Linked DNA regions of Mus musculus: regions 1, 2 and 4 are each linked to region 3. The links are chromatin contacts, called in public Hi-C, HiCAR-type and promoter capture Hi-C maps. All regions are on one chromosome and are shown on one strand. Each heading gives the region's core, a stretch centred on a gene start, on an enhancer-like site or on the middle of the called end of the contact. The rest is flanking DNA. Distances are from core to core; before and after follow the strand shown.

What was found. Promoter capture Hi-C pulls out the DNA fragments that hold promoters and counts their contacts. A called contact is a pair of places that touch in the nucleus more often than the background predicts. HiCAR-type assays count read pairs that join an accessible place to other places.
Region 1: a contact with region 3 is called in a promoter capture Hi-C map of hippocampal neurons, with 2.1 times the contacts expected there. The contact joins the promoter of Ago4 here to the promoter of Zmym6 in region 3. A contact is called at or near these places in 6 of 39 promoter capture datasets (the C10 cell line, cranial neural crest, hippocampal neurons and 2 more) and 2 of 9 other capture datasets (adipose tissue and liver).
Region 2: a HiCAR-type map of astrocytes shows a contact between it and region 3, with 2.7 times the contacts expected there. The contact joins the promoter of Ago3 here to the promoter of Zmym6 in region 3. A contact is called at or near these places in 2 of 39 promoter capture datasets (both in liver), 2 of 115 datasets of contacts at active chromatin or transcription factors (astrocytes and pancreatic cancer cells) and 1 of 9 other capture datasets (liver).
Region 4: a Hi-C map of B cells shows a contact between it and region 3, with 10 read pairs. The contact joins the promoter of Trappc3 here to the promoter of Zmym6 in region 3. A contact is called at or near these places in 1 of 39 promoter capture datasets (liver) and 1 of 484 Hi-C or Micro-C datasets (B cells).

What each region holds. Positions count from the first base shown.
Region 1 is chr4:126,532,069-126,535,040 of GRCm38.p6, forward strand. It overlaps Ago4 (argonaute RISC catalytic subunit 4), which reads right to left and starts at 1,390. Exons shown (of 18, transcript NM_153177.3): 1 at 1,117-1,390. The coding sequence starts at 1,135.
Region 2 is chr4:126,428,080-126,430,953 of GRCm38.p6, forward strand. Ago3 (argonaute RISC catalytic subunit 3) reads right to left here and starts at 1,463. Exons shown (of 19, transcript NM_153402.2): 1 at 1,189-1,463. The coding sequence starts at 1,207.
Region 3 is chr4:127,075,986-127,078,685 of GRCm38.p6, forward strand. Zmym6 (zinc finger, MYM-type 6) reads left to right here and starts at 1,398. Exons shown (of 14, transcript NM_001285885.1): 1 at 1,398-2,561. The coding sequence starts at 2,472.
Region 4 is chr4:126,260,846-126,263,771 of GRCm38.p6, forward strand. It overlaps Trappc3 (trafficking protein particle complex 3), which reads left to right and starts at 1,560. Exons shown (of 5, transcript NM_013718.2): 1 at 1,560-1,692. The coding sequence starts at 1,651.

The DNA.
Region 1 (2,972 bases), core at 140-2,639, 540 kb before region 3:
CACCCCAGAACTGTTTGCATTATGAGCATATGCCACCATGCCCAGCTAAGCCGATTTATTTTTTGAAGGCTTATGACATTTGACTATGTGGGCTTTTTAAGAAAACCTTAAGCAGCAAATAAAGATAGGATTTAATCGCTCAGTTATGTAAATATGTTCCAAGTTAACAAACCTGCAAAATTTCCAAATGCAAACAATAAACCTAATTTTCTATGAATTTTAAAAACATACAACTAAGTCTACTATGTAGACAAGGTTTGAATATGAAAACTAATTCCATCACTGCCCCTAAACCTTGCCCTACTTAGCCAAGCCATTAGCAACCTGTTGTAGGGCTTGAGACAGGAGCACAAGGCTCCAAACGAAGAGTATTCGTGAGAGTTTGGAAAGCTTCCTTGGGTTGGAGCAGAGAGCGAGAGAACCAGGGGCCACCCATAACCAGCAAAGAATCACAGTTTCAAAAACACTTTTTCGTTTGATTTTAACAGCCTCTGATAACCCAATTAAAAGGGAAGGCAGGGCATTGATGCCCTTGCTGGAGAGTATTGGATTGTCATTCCAGAGCACTCTGGGACTGACAAACTGACAGATACCAAACTTCAGAGTTTTGGAAAAAGAACGGACATTTCTCCCTTTGGCTTTCAGGGACATGAGTGAGTGGGTCTCTCCTCCTCATCTGAGGAACCAGATGCCAGTGCAAAAGAAAACAGGGATTCTGCCCCACACCAAGAAAACCCTTGACAGAAGGTAGAAGGCCTTCCAGGTTTGGGCCGGGCCTCGGCGTGCCCCAGACACACGGTCCCATTTGAGGCCCCAACTAGCCTCGCGGCGACCGTGGACAGAGATCTAAGGTCCGAACAGGTCTGCCCTACCCCGGGGAACTCGGGTCACCTCTTGAGCCTCCCTCCCTTAGACGGGTCCCGAATAGACCTAGAGTCTTCAGCTGGGGCGTGGTCCCCGCCCCCCAGGGACGAGGGCATGGGACCCCTTCCTTCCCGGGGCCTGGCAGCCGGCAGCCGGGTCCGCGAGCGGCGGTCGGGCAGCGACAGTCCCTTCCGCCGGTCTGTCTGCCCTCCCGAGCCCCAGGTCTGACCCTGGTCCGAGCGCGCTCCTCACCGGGTCCCAGCGCCTCCATGGCGGCGACGGGGGCCGCCTCGCTCCGGTCCCCAGCGCCTCCCGCTCCGGGCCCCGCCGGAGCCGCGTAACGCTTGCTCTCTGGAATATTGGCGCTGAAGCGGCGCCGCGAAGACGCGGGCCGGGGGCGGGCAGGGGGCGGCGGCGGCGCCCAGTCCGGGGACAGGGACCCGACTCTGTCACGGCTCTTCCGGCCTCAGCGACAACAAAAACAATCCCGGCCGCTGCCGCCGCCGCCGCCAGCTGGAACGGGAGCGGGAGGCGGCGCGCGCCCGCCGGGCGGGGCGGGGGCGCCAGGCGCCTGCGGTCCCGGGTCCCGGCTAGCGAAGGGGGCGTGCGCGGCCCCGCACGCGCGGGGTCCAGCGAGCCTGACCGAGGCAGGGGGCGGGGTGCGGCAGGGACGGGCGCGCGCCCGGGGGGCCGAGCCCAGAGGACGCGTCAGGCGCGCGCCCGCCCGCCCTTCCACCAGCGGGCCCGCTCGCCTGCGGTCCCGCACGCCGCTCCGCCGGTCCCCATTCTGGCAACCTTCCTCCAAGTCGCCATCGAAAGAGCTGGATTCCAGTCCTTGATGACCCACAGGCAGCAGCCCTCCACTTCGTCCTGAGACTCACCTTAGGAACCTGTCCTCCATCGCTCCACCACCACCAGAGATGACCCCTGGACACTTCAGGCACAATCGGTCCTTCAGTCACCTTCAGTCATTCCTCCTACTCCACCCCCACCCTCACCCCGGACACCACATATCCAGTCACCTTCCTTCCCTGTGCAGGGAAAGCAGGTTCTGTTCTGGGTCCCAAGACTGGTCAACATGTCACCAAGGCAGCAGGTAGCTCAGCGAGTCAAGTGTCCTTAAAGTTTCCATTCAGGACTTCCAGTTAAGACAGGACCATAGGCTGTCTGGTCAACTAAACGGGCAACGGCAGTCTATTAGTTAAAAAGGCACAACACTCTCATTCTAGTTTGCTGGGGCCCACCATTGGGTACCTCAGCTTAGTGCAATAGAAATGCGTTTTCTCTCAGTTTTGCACACCGACAGTCTAATAAAATCAAGGCGAGTTGGGGCAGGGGGTGTGATTTTTCTCCTTCGGTTGTAGAAATCTATCTTCTTGTGCTATCACACGGTCTTCCCATGGTAACTTCTATTCAAACCGCTCCTTTTTGTTTGGTTGGTTTTAATTAATTTATGTGTATGAGTATTTTTTGCCTGCATGCATGTGTTTGTGCCTGGTGCCTCCGGAGACCAGAAGACCAAATCGAATCCCCTCGAAACAGGATTACAGATAATGTAAGCTGTGTAGGGGCTGAGAATCAAACCTGGGGCCTCTGCAAGAGTATGAGGTACCCTTAACCACTAAAGCCATCTCTACAGCCCCCAACTTCTTTTTCTTATAAGGAAGATGGCTCAGTGGGTAAAGGTACTTTATAACATTGACAGCCTGAGTAGGAAGTTGGAGAGTTCAAGGCCAGCCTTTGCTACCAAAGAATTTAAGGCAATCCATGTTTTAAGAGACTCCAGCCCAGTGTAGCCTTTAATCTCAGCACTAGGGAGACTGAGGCAGTTCAGAGCCAATTCGGTTTACTTATGTAGTGACTTCTAGGACAGCCAGGACTGCAGAGTGAGACAGAGGAGACAAAGACAGGCAGATCACTGGAGCTCACTGTACATACACACACATACAGTACATACACATACATACACACACAGATACACACACAGATATATACATACCACATACACACATAAATACACACCACACACTTACACATGCACATGCATACACCACACACACATCACATACCTGCACATACACATACACATGTATGCACACACACATACA
Region 2 (2,874 bases), core at 213-2,712, 650 kb before region 3:
CAGTCTGGAAACACACATATTGATAATAAGAGTCCAAAACTTCACAGCCTAGACATATTTCACTGTTAAGAAAATATGAGAAAAAAAATGGAACATAGAAAGGGAAAAAATGGTAGACACTGAGTAGAAAGAAATTCCACATAATAAAGGAAATGCCTTTTTGTATCCCTTCGACAATTATGCCCTGAACTGATTTGAAGGCCTTCTATGTTGCTAGTTTTAGTTTTGGGTTTTTTTTTTTCTCTTATATTTGGGGACCTTTCAAATTGGCAAGATGAGATATGAAATTCAGTGACTTGCTAGGACATAATAACAAGGCAATCCCCCAAATATATGAAAACAATATATTACTGATCTTGTGGATGGAGAGAACTTTCAAACTGGAGAACAGGGTGACTGCTGGGCCAGCAGGCCGTTATGTAACACCTATTTCATGTTACTCTATCAACTACTTTAGAATCGCTGACTACTTTTTCCTTTTTAAAGACAAGCACTATCCAGGCCGGCTTCCTTTCTCAAGACCTCTTTTTTTTTTTTTTTTTTTTTTCCTCAAGAGACAAATCCTAAATTCCAGATTTCCTGTGCAGGGAATAGAAAATAGAGGGGAAATAGTGTCAGCATCCTGAAGCTCTGCCTTCTAGTAAGCAGTGGTCCAGAGCGACAGGACATCTCCGAGCTCCTCAGAAACTACACACTCAGACACTGAGAACCAGGGGTGGGAGCAATGCCATCTTGCATCTGACGTCGCCCGAGCACCAATTAGAAACGTAATCATTGATTATCTCAGAGTATCCTCAAACTACACTAATAGGTAGATAAGGGTTATGCCTGACTTGTTCTGCATCCATGGGACACACGACCCGGTTAAAGGACAAGCGCGCCCTTTATATTTCCAACAAGAATTCCAAAAGCAAGGGCAAACTTCTCTCCATTCTCAGGGGAAAGCACTCTAGGGGGATGTCATCACCTACAGAACTCCAAACTTAAGCCCTCCTTGTAGTTTCGCCAACTCAATGACCCCAAGAGTGTAGGTCCCTGGGCTGTGGAGAGGACACCCGCATCGGGCCTGAAAGCCCGCAACTCCCTCACTATGTGCGCTGACAGCACCTGAAGTGGAAGGAACAAGGATGCTCAGGGGACAACATCGGGGTAACGACCCCACCTGCCCTGTCCCGCAGCTCGCCTCACCTGCGGAGCCGATTTCCATTCATGGAGCTGGGGGGAGTGCTTCACGAGAGAAGGGTGCCACCACAGAGGCGAGGAGCGGACGCCCTCGGAAAGCTCCGGGCACAAGAGGCACAGTCGGGAGAGACAGACAGCCTGCAGCGAGGTAAGAGCGGCGACAGTCCTGAGTGAGGACGCTGGAACCAGGTCCGGAACTTGCGTCGCCCACAGATGCTGACGCGTGCAGCTTCCCGACCCGCCAGCCGCCCCGCCGCCGCAGCCGCTCGCTTTTCCCGGTCGCCCCCGGAAGCCCGCTCGCGTCACTTCCGCTCTCCGGATCCCGCCCCGCTCTCCCTCCGGGTCGGCAGCTCGCCTGGAGCCAGAGCCTTGCGGGAGCAACAAGGTCTGGGGATCTGTGGGCGGGTGAGCCGGTGCCTGGCTGGGGCGGAGCCGCGGATGGGCGGTCGCCCTGCACCCGCTGTGCCTGACGGCGACAATCCCGAGCGAGAGGCCAGCTTTCCCCGTGCCAGCCTCCCGGGTGAGGACCGCTGCTTGAGGCGACATCGCTGCCTGCCCGCGGAGCTTACCTGAGGTACATCCTACCTGAGAGTGGCGGGTGACCAGCCAAGGGCATCCTCCCTCCCAGCTCCGTCTGCCACACCCGCTTGGAGCACGTGCACTAGGCGGTGACCACAAGTTCAATATAGTTTTTAAACGGATGAACAAGAAACGGGATGTTCCATGTATACCAGATGGAATTACGTTTATGTTTAAACAGTCTCCCAATACGTTGAGGAACCTAAACGACCTTCCGGTGTTTAAACACCTGCTAAACCTTCTCTTCCTTGGGACTCGAGACTTTTACAGCTAAATTGGTCAGCCTCCAGTTTCCCCGATCCGATCCAGTCTGGTGCTTTTCTGCTGACTTGGAACCTTTGGGAGACTAGACCCAGCTCATTATCCGGCAAATAGTCCGTCTTTTAAAAATACTTGGCTTCGTGAAACCAGATACTTCATGCAAGCTTAGCAATGATTCAGTATTTTTCCCCGTGTCCCAATGAACCAGTAATGTTTTGACATATATTTCTTTTTTAAAAAAGAGAATTGAGAAAGATTTTATTTTCACGATCCCTTCCCTCCCCGTTTTGGGTTTTTGGATTAGTCACTTTATCTTTGGACTTTAGTTTCCTCATCAGAAAAACTGAAAGGAAAACAAAAAACAAAAACCTCCCAAATGTTAGTAACAAAAATATTTACAATAGTTACAATTTTGAGGTACTTAATAAATATGCTGACTACATAATAAACATTTAATACATGGAAGTGACTCCAAGCCACATCTAGCACACCAATTCTGCCTCTCTTCCTGTTGACTGAAAAGAAATACTCTTATCACTTTTAAAATATCACATCCTCAGATGAATGAGCACATCTTAAAAGTCATGTTCAAGCTCTGATTATATACAATCCATATTGACCTAAGCCATAAGAACTAAATCTCAGACTTGTGGAAGGACCTATCCTACCCCCAATCTCTTGATTCTGGAACTAGTTCTTTGAATGAATGCAAGCTCAACTAGCTTCCAGAAAAACATGGTGTGGTGACAAACAGCATGCTTTTATTTGTTTTCAAATGTGTGTGGTGGTGTCTGGTCTCTGCACTTCTGGTGTCTTGGAGGCAAGAAGAGGGTGGCAGATTCCTGAGAACTG
Region 3 (2,700 bases), core at 148-2,647:
AGTGCTGGGATTAAAGGCTTGCACCACCATGCCCGGCAATAACGCTTTGATATTTAGTCCATTTTCTTCAGGGATATGGGACATGAGATGACACCCATGCTGCAGAAGATAAGCCCATGCACATGCAGACATCACTAAGTGGACCAAGTGGGTTTGAAAAGGCAGAGTGAATGGCAGGGGACAGGGGAAGGGATTTGATCAAAGCACATATGCATGCATAAAATTATCAAATAATAGAAAACAAAAACATACATTTTAAATAGAAACTATGTGTACTGTCTCTAATATTTGATTATAATTTATAATACCATGTATGGGTAGATTTCCTCTGGTGTTTTCACACAATTTTGTTTTGGTTGACCCTTCTCCTCAAATCAGAATCCTCCTGTTCCCATGCCCTTTAGTATCTTTCGTGCTCAGCCTTCTCTCATTTTAGATCTTTGCCCCTTAAGTGCTGGAGTCCAGCTCCAGTGGGGTTCAGGTTCACATGTGATGATTAATCTTATTAAATTGATGGGATTTAGAATCAACTTGGGGACAGGTATCTGAGTTTGTCTGTGAGGGATTTTCTTGGTTTATTGAGCTATGAGACTTTGTCCTGACTATAGGCCAAAAAAGAGAAAGATGGTTGAGCGCTAGTCATCTTTCTCCTATGTTCCTCAACTGTGATGCACATTAAAAAATGGAGAAGGGCATATACAGCTCCATCTAACACTTCTGAGCTTTGACATTCCTCCATTTCTCCTTCCAGCTTTTTCTTTTCTTTTTTTAAAGATTTTATTTATTTTATGTATATGAGTACACTGTAGCTGTCTTTAGACACACCAGATGAGGGTATTGGATTCCATTACAGATGGTTGTGAGCCACCATGTGGTTGCTGGGAATTGAACTCAGGACCTCTGGAAGAGCAGTCAGTGCTCTTAACCACTGGGCCAACTCTACAGCCCTCCAGTTTTTTTTTTCCACAGCCCTGTCTCTTTAAGAAGTCAATCATATCGGAAGTGAGAATGCTGGGACGGCTAGGTCTAGGGCATGATGGGAATAGAGGGCGGGAATGAAGGCCGGGAACGTCCAATTACCTCAGGTCTAGCGCATAAATAGGAGTGCGCACGCGCAGTTGTCAAGGCGTTGCGTTGCCATTCCTCAGGCGATTCCAGTAAAGTAATTTGTCATGGTCCCCACCTGAGACCTTGAATGCTTTTGTGCATTCTCCGACTGGCGTCTCATTGGAGGCGGGTGTCCTACCGGGCTAGAGAAAGCCGCTCAGGCCTGTGGGCTTGTGAGGGGGCAACGTACCACGTGCCCAAACGGGGCGTGGCCCTCCACGTGACTAGGCGCCGCAGGAAGTTCTGGGTAACCTCACGTGACAGGACCGTCCCCTTCTGGCGGGGGCGGAGTGGCAGCTCATCACGTGACCGGCGGCGGGCTGCGCCGCGGTGGTGCCGTAGCATCCTCAGGCTCGCTGCAGTTGGCGGCTCGCGCGCTCCGTTGGAGACTGAGTTCCTCCTCTGGCCTTTGGGGGACAGGCTGGGGAATTCTGGTTGCGAACGGGAACGCCGGAGAGCTTGCGACATTCAGAGGAGGGATACGCGCCTGTAGAGTGTTACAACTGTGGCAAGTGGTGGAAAGTTCTCGACCCGGCTTCGCAACAGGGTTTTAAAAAACCTGTTGTTTCTATGGCTGGCTGGAATTGATGACAGGCCTTTTGCGAGGGTTTCCTTTATAGCTTGGCTTACATTTGTACTACCGTTTGGGAATCTGAAGAGAGCCCAGACAGGGGTTTCTAGCAGCCATTCTCAACCCTCACAGGGTCGCATATCAAATATTTACATTACAATTCGCAATTAGCAAAATTACAGTTATGACGGAGCCACGAAATAATTTTATAGTTGGGGGTCGCCACATTAACCGAGTTTATGAATGTTGAGAATCACTGGTTTATAGGAAGACGTTAGGGGGAGTTGCCTCCAGAATGACCAGTTGGCCCACCTCTAAATGGGAACCTAGCGTTCTAGTTGTGATGACGTCTGAGGCTCTGAAGTGGCTTTAGGATGAGAAATCGGTTCTTATTGTTAGTGCAGGCTGAGGTAGAGGCAAAGGTGAGGCCTCACTTGGAGCAGACATGAGTCACATGTCAGTGTCCACACAATCAGAAATTAAGTACTGAGTCCAGCTGTCCACTTGCTAGGGTCCTCCTGTGGCGTGTTCAGCCAGTCTGTATCGCAACAACCTCCAATATAGTGAAGACCATAGTGCTTGTCTAAGACTTTTCTCATTGGAAGGTAGCTAATCCAGGAGCAAAAAGAACAGTTAGTCCTAGTCCCAGAAGGGTGTTGCTCAAATGCTCGATCCTGAAGCTATTAACATGTTAGTATGAAGGAAAACAAAACCCAAGTACCAATCCTTTATATTATGTTTTAGGCGTCATCTTAGTTTTAGATGGGATAAGAACTCGGCATAAGCACTTAGAATGAAAGAACCTTTGGATGGTGGATGTGACAAAGCAATGGCACAACAAGGGCTTCTGGACAGAATTAAAGAAGAACCTGATGATGCTCATGTAAGCATTTTCTTTTGACTTTCAAAATACTAAAAATTATTAGCGTTAGAATTGGTATTATTCCGGAGAATTGGAAATGAATGGTACTCAATGGTTGCTGGTTTATACGTTGATACAACCCAACTGATTAATTTTTTTC
Region 4 (2,926 bases), core at 310-2,809, 810 kb before region 3:
GAATCAGAGGCAGAGAGGGGGGATAATGAGTCCGTGAGAAGTCAAGGAGAGGCTCCACCTCCAGTCTGTCCAGAACCGCCCTGCCTGACAGCAGGCTGGGTGGGGTCAGGCGGCTGCCTGTGACTGTGACTCAGGTTTCTGTGGGCAGCCAAGGCAGCCGGCAGGGAGGAGCCCAGACCGACTGACAGGCTGGCCAACTGCTGTTTTCACCTCAGCTGTCCCCTCTCCTGGGAATGAAGGAGGCTCTGGACTAGCCTCACTGCTACTCTCCCAAGGCTACAGACTTCTGTCTTCTTCTTCTGCTCCCTTCTAGAGACCCTCATGCAGCCTCCTGAGGTCGTGCCACAGGATGGAGAGTCAGGGATCTCTGCCTCTAGGGAGGCCCCGGAATGTCTGTACTACAGGGAGAAGGCTATAATAATGATTGGTCCTATAACCTCAGGGAAAGACTGGGAGAAACCCTTGCCCCCCTCCAGCCTTCTCCTAGCCTAGCTGGCTCAGTATCTGGACAGAGCAGTTGTCATGGTGAAGGCCGGGTGGTACACAACAGTATATAGTTGCTGCAGAGACAGACAAGCAGGCTGAAGCGAGGAGACCTGAATTCCAAGCACAGTGCCCACAGGGCTGACCACTAAGGAGAGACGGCCGGAGCCAAATCCAAAGGGCTGTGGTCAGTGATGACAGGGCTTTGCCTCTGTGAAGGGTAAGAAGGGTTTGGTCAGCTAGCACATTCCTCAACGATTGTTGGGCTGTGTTTGGATCTGTTGGACTGTCTTGATAGTGTAGCTCGAAGGGAATCACATTTCCTCTGTGCCTTTTCTGTGCCCACGATCTGTGCTCATGTCTCATTAATATTTACAGCAACTGAAAGAACTTCAGCATCTGGCCTCAGATGGCAAGCCTGGGATTAGAACTCGGCACTGAGTGCCACCACAGCCGGCATCTTGGTTTTTCTGGGAACTAGGCAGGGTAGCTGTTCTAGAGAAGGGACGGTAAGTGATTTGGATTTGTTAAAAAGGCCACAAGTGTAAGGATGCAGGGCTTGGCTGTGTTTGGGGTTTGGGAACAGATGGCAGTTGAAAGAGAAAGCCGTTAACTATCCTGACATAGAATATGTGGTCATGCAAACTTTTTATAATGAACTTTAGACCTCTGTGTGAGCCATCGCTAGTTTTTCAGGACATCCTGGGCGCTTCTGGAGCTGATCTGCAGCAACAGAAAACAGTTCGAAATAGGGACTTTCCAAGACCAGTCTGGGAGAGAGAAGAATTTGCAGAACATCACAGTGCCAGTCGTGGGGGAGGAAAATAAGGACACTCTGTGGACAATGTAGGACTACCACAAGGTGCGGATGCCACCTAGCGGCCATAATGGTGCAGCCACCCGGGCGCTGGTAGCATTCCGGAGCTGCAGCTCGAGCTGAATCACGGGTGGGACTTCCGGGTAGAACTGCCGGATGCTGTAGTCTGACTTTGGTCAGCCGAACCACAAGTCCCGGGGTCCTCTGCGCCACACCGCGCAGGCGCAGTGAGGAGGGGCCGGTCAGTCCTAGACGCTGAGGGGCCGCGGCTGGGTTGAATCGGCGACTCCCGGGGTCTGGGATCTGGGTTGTGAGGAGGTGAGGTGAGGCGGCACTGAACGGTGGGCACCATGTCGAGGCAGGCGAACCGTGGCACGGAGAGCAAGAAAATGGTAACTGAGCGCGTGACCCGGCGGGCCGGGCGGAATCGAAGCTTCCTGGGAAGGGGCCTGGTGCTGGCGCTCCAAGTGATTGTCAAATGAGTCCTGCTGTGAGCTGTGGGATGGGGAAGTCCCAGTGTGGGTCATTCCCTAGGCGTCCGGCGCTGGGGCAGCTTGGGGGGACCCCTGAGTTGCCCCTCCGCCCGCTACACCCAGGTCTCTCGGGGTCGAGTGCTAAACCAACAACAGCGACGGTAATCAATAACAGTACCAACCATTTACTGATCTCTTACTGTGCGTTTGGTGCTAGGCTATTGCTTCCATTATGTCATTATCACAAGGTAACCTCTTCTAGGTGGATAATGTTATGGCGTTTTACAGCTCAGTGAAGTTTATGGGACATCCAGATTTACACTTCGGAAGAGTTAGGATTTAAACCCATGCCCCTCCATTTCTACAGTGAATATTTCAGCTTTTCACTATGCTTTAGGCATTGTGAGACTTAGACAGTGGTCTTGTCAGAAGGGGACTTGCCATCTAACATTAAGGAGTGAGCCGGCCTAAGTATTCAGTGGCCCCTGTAATGGTTGAGAGGATAACTGTGGTTCCTTCCCTAACCTGGGAGTAGTGGGACAGGATATAATCCCAAAAGGCTGGGCTGGGCTGGACTGGGTCTGGAGAGTCAGGTGGATATCAATTTTCTCCGAATCCCAAGGAAAGAGGCTTTCTTGTCAAGTGTTTTTTGTTTGTTTGTTTGTTTGTTTTTAGTGTATTCTTTTGCAGAACTGCCCATGCTGTGCCTTTGCTTTGGAGTTTCAAACTGAACATCTGGGAGCGGAACTGTAGCTCCAGTTGGTAGAGTGTCTGCTTAGCATGCACAAGGCCCTGAGTTGAATTCCCAGCACCACGTAAACTAAGCTTGCTCATGCATGCCTGTAATCCCAGCCCTCGGATGGTAGAGAAAAAGGGTCAGGAATTCAGGGTTGTCCTTAGCCCGAGATAAGATGGAGGCCAGCGTAGGCTACTTGAAGCTACTACTTGAAACTATTTTTAACACACAGAGTGTTGGGGACGTGGGGTGTGGGGCTCACATCAGGTTTGGGAGGTAACTCAGTGGTAGGATGCATATGCAGGATACTCTGAATTCAGACTTCAAAAAACAGCGGGACCAATCCGAGGTTGCCTGCCTGCTGACTAGATCTGGAAACCTATGTACTCCACTCTGGACAGTATGATTCAGTATGAT